3 separate regions of the Mus musculus genome follow, and regions 2 and 3 are each linked to region 1. The links are chromatin contacts, called in public Hi-C and HiChIP or PLAC-seq maps. All regions are on one chromosome and are shown on one strand. Each heading gives the region's core, a stretch centred on a gene start, on an enhancer-like site or on the middle of the called end of the contact. The rest is flanking DNA. Distances are from core to core; before and after follow the strand shown. Region 1 has its middle 22 kb from the start of Gm42228. Region 2 holds the start of Fam126a (family with sequence similarity 126, member A). Region 3 has its middle 22 kb from the start of Fam126a.

Region 1 (3,080 bases), core at 472-2,971:
AGAGGTGACAAGCCATTAAGGGCTACAGGAAAAGCAATATTGTAGTCTGTAGAAGAAAGGGATTTGGAGCCAAACAGGTCTAGAATTGAATTCAGCTGAAACCTGATATCTTTTACCAGCTTCATGTCCTGGGGCAGTGGGCTTAACCTCTTGGAACTCAACTTTCCTCATCTGTAGCATGGGGCAAATACACAGGCATGCATGCTGGCACATGTGTCCATCTACACACTCACTCTCAGCTCACTTTGGGAAAGGAAGGATTTCGTGAAATCCAGTTTTTTAAAGTTCCGCATAGAAGGAATGCCCAAGAAATGACCACCTCTGCTGTCCCCTAATACACAGGTAGACCGTGGTTCTGGAGGGAAGATTTTCATTTACCGACATTCTGGAGCCGTTTTAGGCCCAGACAAGCGAATGAAAAGATTTCTAAATTCTTGCCAGTGATAACTTCCTACATTCTCCACAAAATATTACCCTCCAGCGTGACCTTTGATTATTGCTGATGGTGGTGGTAGAAATTAGCGTTCTAATAAAGCGGTGAGTGCAGCAGGATGCTCTGACAGTGGGATGATCTGACAGCTTGTCTTTTGCCTCCATTTACAAAGCGTGCATGGCTCCTGATGCAATGTGTTCTAATTGCCAACTTAGAGCTGAACACTTCAGGCTACCCTATACTTGAGCAGTTGTAGTGCCTGTGAGTTGATGGCCAAGATAAAGGAAGCTATTAAGGAGTCTAAAATACTCGCCTTGCAGACTGGAACCCCTTATCATGCTTTCTATCTAAACAGTTCTTATTTAGATGTACTGCAGCTTCAACAACATCATCCAGAATAAGAAAAGCCGCATGAGACTTCAGTGTGTCCTCTGCTTGGGGTCAAGAAAACTTTCCTTCTCTCTGTTAACTTCTTTTAAAGGACTTCAGGGTAAATTTTTTGGCTCAAGTTTATTACAGGTTTGAAAATAAATTTGGGGATCTTTTCTTCAATGGTGGTAGAAGCCATAAGCTTTGGAGTCAGACGGCCTGGATTTTGAGGCTTGGCTCCATCATGTTCTTCCTCTGCAATCCTGAGAAAGCAGTTTCCCTCTGTGTGCCTCAGTTTTCTAGTTTGTAAAACGGAAGCACCATTAGCTTCTTAGAATTGTAAGAGTTAAATGAGATGAATGAGGTTGGTGACTATTCGCCTGACACAGTAAGAATTCTTCCCATTCACCTCTTCCCCCACCTCTCCTACCCCCCCCCATCTTCCTTCCCATGTCACTGTGCTGGCGACAAATCGGTGACCATCACTGTTATCAGCACTGCAAGGACTGTAGGTGACCTACTCTCTCTCTCTCACTTTACTAATCTGATCACTCACATCCACTACAGCTGCCTTTGCAGCTGTCACCCAGGTTGAAAGGGCCATTGCTAGTCTGCAGACAAACCTGCTGTCCACATCACTGACACTCAGGACAAGCCCAGGGAGCACACGGTGTCAAGGTCAGCAGAAAAGGCAGCATCCGTCCACTAAGTCTCAGTGTTTCCCCCTCCCCCTTGCAGAGAAGGACACAGCAGTGAGGCAGCTGGACCAGCCCATTGGCCCCTGTGACCTGAGCCAGGTGACAACACGGGCATCTCATGTGACTGGGTGTGGTTTCATTCTCAGATGGAACTTGGTTTCACTTCTTGTAGAGGTTCTATTTCTGTACAGGGTTTATCAACTAGTTCCCCTGTTGGCTGTAAAAACCCCAGCAGTGCACAGCGGGGTGCTTCCTAGAGAGGCAGCAAGCCTTCTTTGGAGGCTGCACACCCAAGGCAATGCAAACTCAGCGAGGTCTCTCATTTTGTTTACTCTTCCTATGTTGGTGTTTCGTTTATTATTTCCAGGCCATGTGTCTAACCACATCTTAATATTCTGTCTGCGAGTGTACATACAAACAGTGGGCTGCAGCTGAGTTCATATGGCTTGACCACATTTCAGGGGGCAGGCAGGGTAACTTGGTACAGTTAAATGGATTATTAAAACTTCAGGGACTCCATCTGAGAAGGGCAAGGGCAAGCAGCATGCCCATGGGACCTGCATAGCCTATCCTACCATCTTGGGAGACGAATTACTCCTTCCCATCTTGTAAATTCCTCCCCCAAAACCTCTAAAAACTTAAGAGAGGCAAATGTGTCAAGGAGGATGGGCCACTCTTTGGTCACGATAATAGAGTGGATCCCTGCAGCATTTGTTTCAAAATTATAAATTCCCTATGTATATGGGGAAGAACAGGGGTGGGAACGCTGCCAGTAGACATGACGTCATTCCCAAGTAAGAGCCATCTTCACCTATTGACAATGTTGCTCATCTCCCTGATTAATTCAGTTTCTTCTTATGGGCTTATGATTAGTATTCACTTTTCTCAATTTATTTTTCAGATAAAGACCACTAGATTAGCCGGGCAGTGGTGGCGCACACCTTTAATCCCAGCACTTGGGAGGCAGAGGCAGGTGGATTTCTGAGTTCGAGGCCAACCTGGTCTACAAAGTGAGTTCCAGGATAGCCAGGGCTATACAGAGAAACCCTGTCTTGAAAAGCCCAAAAAAAAAAAAAAAACAAACAACAACAACAAAACACTAGATCAACTTTATGAACAAGATGAAAGATCAATATGTAGAGGTGTGTATTCAGATGATAAATGGACAGAGGAATACATAAGTGGTAGCTCAATAGAAAGGGTATGCCCACTCCATGTTTTGCCTATGTGAACTTTCAAAGTTACTTTATTTCATATTCTCTGCCTCTCTGCAAAGTAAGAACAATTACAGAACTAATTTCATCAGGATACTGTGAGATTTCAGTAGGGTACTGTACACAAAGCCTGCTTTTATCCCCTCCCATACAATAAGACTGAAGCCAATGTTCTCTGTATTTCCACCATTGTTGTTTGGTTGTCATCTTTGTTTCTAGTAGCCTGGCAGTACATCCATTTGTATAATAAGCAGCTCCTACCTCTTGCCCCCTGTGCCTCACCTTCCTTCAGAGCTCTACTTGGCTCCTCAGGACTTTGCAGGACTTGTCTTCCCTGTGCTGAGTACCTCTGAAATAGTTGTGTAT
Region 2 (3,056 bases), core at 498-2,997, 160 kb before region 1:
TTACCAAGTTGCCCAGGCTAGCCTCAAACATGTGCTGGTAGCTGGGAGTAGAGGCTTGCCCTTTCATCTCAGATGTACCCATCTTTTCAGATAGACTCAGACATCTTCCCTGTGGAACTCTTCATTTTTCTTGCCTTGTGTTCTTTTTGCCCATTGGGCATGGTTGTGTTGGATTTAACACCATCATCTTGTTTTTGCAATGTGCTTAATGAAGCCTAACAACATGGCCTGGTTGACTTCATGTATGTATATACATATGTATATACAATGTTCAATATATATATATGTATATGTGTATGTGTATATGTATATAATATGTGCTTATTATTTCTTTGGTATGTTTTAAAAACTTGCTTAGTGTTTTGGGAGACATTTTGTCATCTCTAGCATTAACTTAGAATGACTTCCTTTCTTCCAGGTTGAAATTTGCCTTCTTCCTCTCTTTCTTTCTTTCTTTCTTTCTTTCTTTCTTTCTTTCTTTCTTTCTTTCTTTCTTTCTTTCTTTCTTTCTTTCTTTCTTTCTTTCCTTCCTTCCTTCCTTCCTTCCTTCCTTCCTTCCTTCCTTCCTCTCTCTCTCTCTCTCTCTCTCTCTCTCTCTTTCTTTCTAATTCAACCAGATTTGAGTTGAGAGGGTTGTAATAGGGGGAGCTCGGAGCATATGCTGTATTGGCTATATATATATATATATATATATATATAAAACGTTATCTGTAGGATAAGTAGGTGTGGAAGACGAAAAATGGCTTATGGAAAAAAGTAGAGAAATATACTTAATTTTTTTCTAAAGAAAAATATTTATTTATTTAATGTGTATATATGTATGGCTGAGTGTGTATGTATGTATGTGTACCATATGTGTGCAGATACCTTCGAGGCCAGAAGTGTCAGATCTGCTGTACTAGAGTCCTGATGTGGGTGCTGGGAACTGAACCCCATTCATCTGGAAGATCAGCAAGTGCTCTTAAGCTCTGAGCCAACTCTCCATCCTCCCTTTTACTATTAAAATTCTTTTAATTTATGTGTGTGTGTGTGTGTTAGGTGCATGTGTACCTGGATGAGGGCAGAGGCCAGAAGAGGGCTACTGATCCCCTGAGACTGAAGTTATAGAGGTTGTGAGCTTCCACATGGGTGCAAAAGCAGTAATATTTTTTTTAACTCTTCAGTTGTCTTTTAGACACCATATTTGAAATTTTCAAGGCTAAAGTCAAAAGCAATGAACATAAGAAAAGGTAGTATTTTAATTGCTATTTCCGAAATCACACAGACACAGACAGACAGACAGACAGACAGACAGACAGACAGACACACACACACACACACAGACACACACACACACACACACACACACACACACACACACACCCCACACACACCCCCCAGAATCCGGTCAAATTTTGATATACTTTTGGGAAATGATTCGAGTAATTGAATATCAGCTTGCTGTCCTTTTCTGATTACGTTTTAAAGCATCTGGTAAGACTTAAGGTCTAAAGGGCTCAGAGAGATCCTGAGACCTTCATGGAACTTCTTAGTTGTCACCACTAACCACACAGTCAATCGTCTCCCCTGGGCGTTCCCGGACCACGCCCATCGCGCAGACCACGCCCACTCAAATCGCCCCCCCCCCATCAATAGTTTCAGATTCTCATTGGTGGAGAAGTTGTTCTGGGCCCACCCTGGGGGTCAGTGATAGGCTGATCCAGTGTGGGACGGTGGTGGTTGGCTGCTTGGGGACGGGTCTCTGGTGGTGCCTGTCAGAGAGGCTGGCGGCAGTGGCGGCTGTCCGGGCTGGGTTGTCAGTCAGAGAGAGGAGGGAAGATGGCTCGCCCGGACTCGTGCTGCTAGAAGGAGAGGGGCAGGTGGCGCGGCTGCCGGCGGAGCGCAGTCGCCCGGTCGCCGTGGTCGCCGTGGTCGCCGTGGTCGTGGGGGGAGGCCGCGGTAGGTCCGGAGCTGCTCTGGTGAGTCTGCCGCGAGCCGTACGCCGGCCCCTGAGGCGCCGGGAGACCGAGAACTTTCTTTGGTCTGGGAGGAGCGGGGCTGAAGCTGTTGCCGGCGGCGGGTAGGACTTCGTCCTGGGGCGGCGGCCCGTTGCGGGTAACGGCTCCCGCGCGAGGCGCGGCCCGAGAACCCTAAGTTGGCCGCGGCCGGCTGCCCGCTGTGAACGAGGCTCCGTTCCCGGTTGGGCGATGAGCTGGGGGTGCCCCAGGGTCGGCCTAGCACAGAGCCCACCGTAGCCTATGGCCACTGCCCACCCGTCCGCGCCGCCCAAAGCCTGGCCTCGCCGCCCACGCTGGCTCCGCAGACCCGGTGCTCTTCAGAGCGGTGCTCGCTCGGGTCTTGAATCCCGTGGGGCTGGGGGTTCGGAGTGCCAGACCGGTCTGTCTGTCCACCACCAGGAGAGCTCCTCTTCTGCCTGCGCCGCGCTGGACCCTGGAGTTCTGCCTCTTCTGCGGCTGCTGTGACCGCCCTCGAGGATCGACAGGGTTTTCTGTCCACTGAACGGTTTTTTGTTTTTGTTTTTTTGTAAGCTTCTTTCTTTTTTCTTTCTTTTCTTCCTTTCGTTCTTTTTTCCTTCCTTGCCCCCCCCCTCCCCGCACGAAAACACCCCAGGTTTGCAAGCTTCAGCAAAACTGGGTCTCTGCCCTGCAGCGTGCATGTGTTTGCTTTGTACCTTTAGAGTTTAGAGGTTCCTGAAGAATTTGGCCCTAGTGGTTTTGCACTGCACTGAATCGCTTCTGGGATAAAACGCTATTGCACGCGGGCAGCGGCTCCACTGCTCAGGTAGGGGGAGTGCTGCTGCGATACAGAGACTGCTACTGGTTGCATGCAGGGTAACACTGGCTTTCTGTACACTGGGTGTCCTTTGGGTAACAAGGTAGGTTTTGCAGGAGATGTGCCAGCCCTGTGGTTCATGCCACGCGTTGCAGTTTGAGGTTTTCAGTTGTTACAACTTTTATCTACATAAAGCCACAAAGATTAGGGTAACCTTGAAACAATGCGATAGTTCTGGGAGGTGTGTTTTCCTAGGACTGCTCTGTTGCCAATGGCACCAGCCT
Region 3 (3,327 bases), core at 14-2,513, 180 kb before region 1:
TTGCAGTTATATTCTTTTTTTTAAATTTTCTTTATTTATTTATTATATGGTACACTGTAGCTGTTTTCAGATACCCCAGAAGAGGGCAGCAGATCTTTTTACGGATGGTTGTGAGCCACCATGTGGTTGCTAGGATTTGAACTCAGGACCTTCAGAAGAGCCGTTGGTTCTCTTAACCACCGAGCCATCTCTCCAGCCCAGTTATATTCTTTCTATTGTATTAGAAACCCAGAAATTGGCACACACATGCACTAGCAAAAGACCTGGAATTCATTATGATATAGTTTCCATATTTACATTGAGGTCTTGACCTCCTCCCTTTCTAAGAAAATCATGGGAAGAAATATCCTAGTAGAGAGAGATCTGTCCATCATAGTGTGGGGAAGGAAAAAGGACCACCTTCCTACATAAATATTCTGCACGTCTCATGAACATTCACAACAACGTCTTAAAAATCCACCACAAAGAACCAGAGGGCTACCGACTGCCCCCTTTGGGTGTACCTGCTGCGCTTTCTCTCTCCAGAGTGTATACCCTTTGCATTGCTAAGTAAACTCCACTTAGACTGTGTGTGTCTCTTAGCTGTGCTCTCTCCCTTGAGAAGACAGAAGGAGGAAAATGTTTCACTGGTAACATCTATAACTACACTCAGGGCCACAGGAGCTAGTAACCCTTCAGTAACAAATTGTAGATAAACTAACAAGTGACTATGCCACCAGGGCACTATGGCAGGAGTCAATCTCAATGCCATTTCATGAACATGTATGCAAAGGTTGCAGCATTTGAGCACCATGACTAAGCAGGTTTGTTCAGTATCCTTTGCTGACTGCTTACAAGCTAAAGGATCAAATGAATACAGAATTTGCATATAGACCTGAATAATTAGAATGCTACAGAATAAGAAATCTAAGTGTTGTACATATTTCGTTTAATATTTCCTATAACAGAAATACTTAGAGTACATATCTAGACTCTAGTCTGATGGTGTTGCAAGGCTTGAAGTGAGTGATGCTGCCTCAGGTCTTTCTCCTTCCTTCCAGCTCATGGTGGGTGACGCCCTTCTTTCCTTTTGTCTTTCCAGAGACCCTTAGCAGCTATGTTTCTGCTTTGCTCCACATCTTTAGTTTACTAAGTTAATTTTACCAAGAGCTCTGATACCCACACGTATGCAAATGCTTGTTTAAGGGGAAGCTAACGAGGGATCATGGGACGGGCAGCAGGGCCCTTGAGCTCGTCTGTAATTTGACTCCTGTTACTAGAAATATTCATATCTTTCCAGGGAGGTTAAAAATATAACATTCATTTGTGGTCAGTAGAATCTATTCAGTGCAGTCTCCGGGGAAGTCTTGAAAAACAGAACAAAACAAACCGCTGGTGTCCTTGGCCTTCAGCCCATGGAATGTCAAGGTCCTTGGCATTAAGCCAGCATTCGCTCTAGTAATCAAAAATATATTCATGCAGCAGTTAGAATAATTATACATTATAATTATGTATAACAGCTCAAGTATAGTGATTAATAATGACCACAAATAAATGGGATTTAGGATGTTTTTCTTAATTTTATAATCTCCTTTGCTCGTGAAGAACAATATAAATTGCCATGGGTATTCCTGACATTGTGGTAGAGAAGGAATAAACCAAACTTTTATTATTTTGTGTTTTCTCAATGAATCAGAAATGCAATAATATACATTCAGTGTTGTGATTGGTAGAGCATCTCAATTACAATAAAGAACATTTTATAGAGTCGTTCTCTAAGTGGATGGCAAATATTTGCTTCAAAAACTGTCTGTAAGGGCCTTTGGCCTCAGCCCCATAAAGCACAAAACCATAAACATCCACTGTGCTCAAATAAAGTTAAAAAAAAGAGAGAGAGAGAGAGAGAGAGAACATCAAATAACTTCAGAAGCTATTTATTATAAACTTTCTCCAAAGTACCTGTTAGTCTTCAAGATGACAAAATTAAATAACCTACTACCAACTATAACATTAAAACTCAAAGCAAACCTAGGAACTTCTGTCCAAGAGTTTAAAGTGAATGCTTCCTAATGCTGTCATTTCTCACTGTTAAAGATGATAAAGAGACAGAAAAAAATGTCCTAAACAGTTCTTCATAAGCCGCGGAGTGAACCATGAAGCCACAGTTTCACTCTGCTGAGCTTAGTGGTAAAAACCTCCCTCCTTACTATGGTTGCTCAGAGCCAGCAGTGTTCAGGGAAACCACAGCAGTTTGTCCCGCTGCTCTGGAGGATCAGCTGATCCACATGGGCAAAGGTATAGCAGGGGTCGGGAGAGGTTCAAAGCTCCTGGATGAAGACGGTGGGATGAAATGGTTGAGAAGGGACAGACATGGGGAGAAGGACAAGAGCTTCCAGAGTTGTCCTTGTCTGCGTTTTAGGTCTGGAAAAGGCCACAGGCAGATTTGTTTTATTTTTTCCTATTTCTGGTTGTACTTTACAAGGTCACTTACAAGTGAAAATACTTAACTGGGGAGATAAATAAAATTTCCAAAATATTCCCCCTTCACTCACAGATAATACTCTCCACAGGGCGGCAGGCAGGGAGGGAACAAGCAGCAACTGTGTGTCAAGCCAGGGAAATGTTAGTGATCCCCCAAACACACACAGGAGCGGATCTGATGCAACTCACAGCAGAGGCTTTATTCTATTCGAGCTAGCTCGCACACCCCACCCACCCCAGTGCCCCGCCTGCTGTCATGCAGGACGGTTTTGGTGGTGGTGGAGCCCCGAATGTCTATGAGGCAAGGTTTTATAGTAAGCAGCAAGCAGGAAGTACCTGAGCAAGCATCTAATTGGAAGCTCTTGTGGCCTTTAACATGATTGGCTGGTGCTGGGCGTCATGTCATAAACTTAACTTCCGCTCCCTTCTGCATTGATGGTCGTTAGGTAGAAGGTGGGCTTGTAACCTGGGGTGCAGGTTTGTTGGGGGAATAACCTGGAGACACCGGTCTTGTTGGAGGGCCTAGAGACTGGAGCTAAGCTCAGGTTTTGTTGGAGGGCAACTTAGAAACTAATGCTAGATACCAGCCTGATAGTTTACCTGAGTTCACACTTAGGTCAGGTTCTCTAAAATGGAGTCTGAATTTAAAAGCTTTGGCATCTCATTGGCATTGTGGGAAATACCTTTATGTGTTTCATCCTACTTCGTTTACATGTTTTAACCATTACAGACATCATGAACACATTATTTCACAGATTAAAGATTAAAGTTGCAGAGGAACTAGTTAACATGTCCAAAATCATGCACAGTGATTAATTAATTCAAGATTCAAATGATAGCCTGAAATCAAATTCTATATTCTTGCCG

The links. A called contact is a pair of places that touch in the nucleus more often than the background predicts. HiChIP or PLAC-seq counts read pairs in DNA pulled down with a chosen protein or histone mark.
Region 2: an H3K4me3 HiChIP or PLAC-seq map of the 230-238 cell line shows a contact between it and region 1, with 18 read pairs. The contact joins the promoter of Fam126a here to the enhancer-like site in region 1. A contact is called at or near these places in 18 of 39 promoter capture datasets (3T3-L1-derived adipocytes, the C10 cell line, the HPC-7 cell line and 12 more), 1 of 15 datasets of contacts at CTCF or cohesin (CD8 T cells), 15 of 484 Hi-C or Micro-C datasets (CD8 T cells, the G1E-ER4 cell line, the HPC-5 cell line and 7 more), 16 of 115 datasets of contacts at active chromatin or transcription factors (the 230-238 cell line, the HPC-7 cell line, acute myeloid leukemia and 10 more) and 4 of 9 other capture datasets (adipose tissue, liver, macrophages and 1 more).
Region 3: a contact with region 1 is called in a Hi-C map of bone marrow-derived macrophages, with 30 read pairs. The contact joins two enhancer-like sites. A contact is called at or near these places in 1 of 39 promoter capture datasets (embryonic stem cells), 1 of 15 datasets of contacts at CTCF or cohesin (CD8 T cells), 27 of 484 Hi-C or Micro-C datasets (3T3-L1-derived adipocytes, B cells, the G1E-ER4 cell line and 9 more) and 10 of 115 datasets of contacts at active chromatin or transcription factors (the HPC-7 cell line, T-cell acute lymphoblastic leukemia, acute myeloid leukemia and 6 more).

The regions. Positions count from the first base shown.
Region 1 is chr5:23,873,207-23,876,286 of GRCm38.p6, reverse strand. It overlaps the pseudogene Gm9534. Among named protein-coding and RNA genes, the nearest start is that of Gm42228, 22 kb to the right of the region's middle. Within about 2 kb of position 1,721, at least 62 of the 459 cell types and tissues checked have an H3K27ac peak or open chromatin away from gene starts, as enhancers often do. A contact at or near this core is called in the 230-238 cell line, CD8 T cells, the N1E-115 cell line and 4 more, where this site is marked.
Region 2 is chr5:24,029,381-24,032,436 of GRCm38.p6, reverse strand. It overlaps Fam126a (family with sequence similarity 126, member A), which reads left to right and starts at 1,747. Exons shown (of 11, transcript NM_053090.3): 1 at 1,747-1,958.
Region 3 is chr5:24,051,392-24,054,718 of GRCm38.p6, reverse strand. No RefSeq gene overlaps it. Among named protein-coding and RNA genes, the nearest start is that of Fam126a, 22 kb to the right of the region's middle. Within about 2 kb of position 1,263, at least 44 of the 459 cell types and tissues checked have an H3K27ac peak or open chromatin away from gene starts, as enhancers often do. A contact at or near this core is called in bone marrow-derived macrophages and heart atrium, where this site is marked.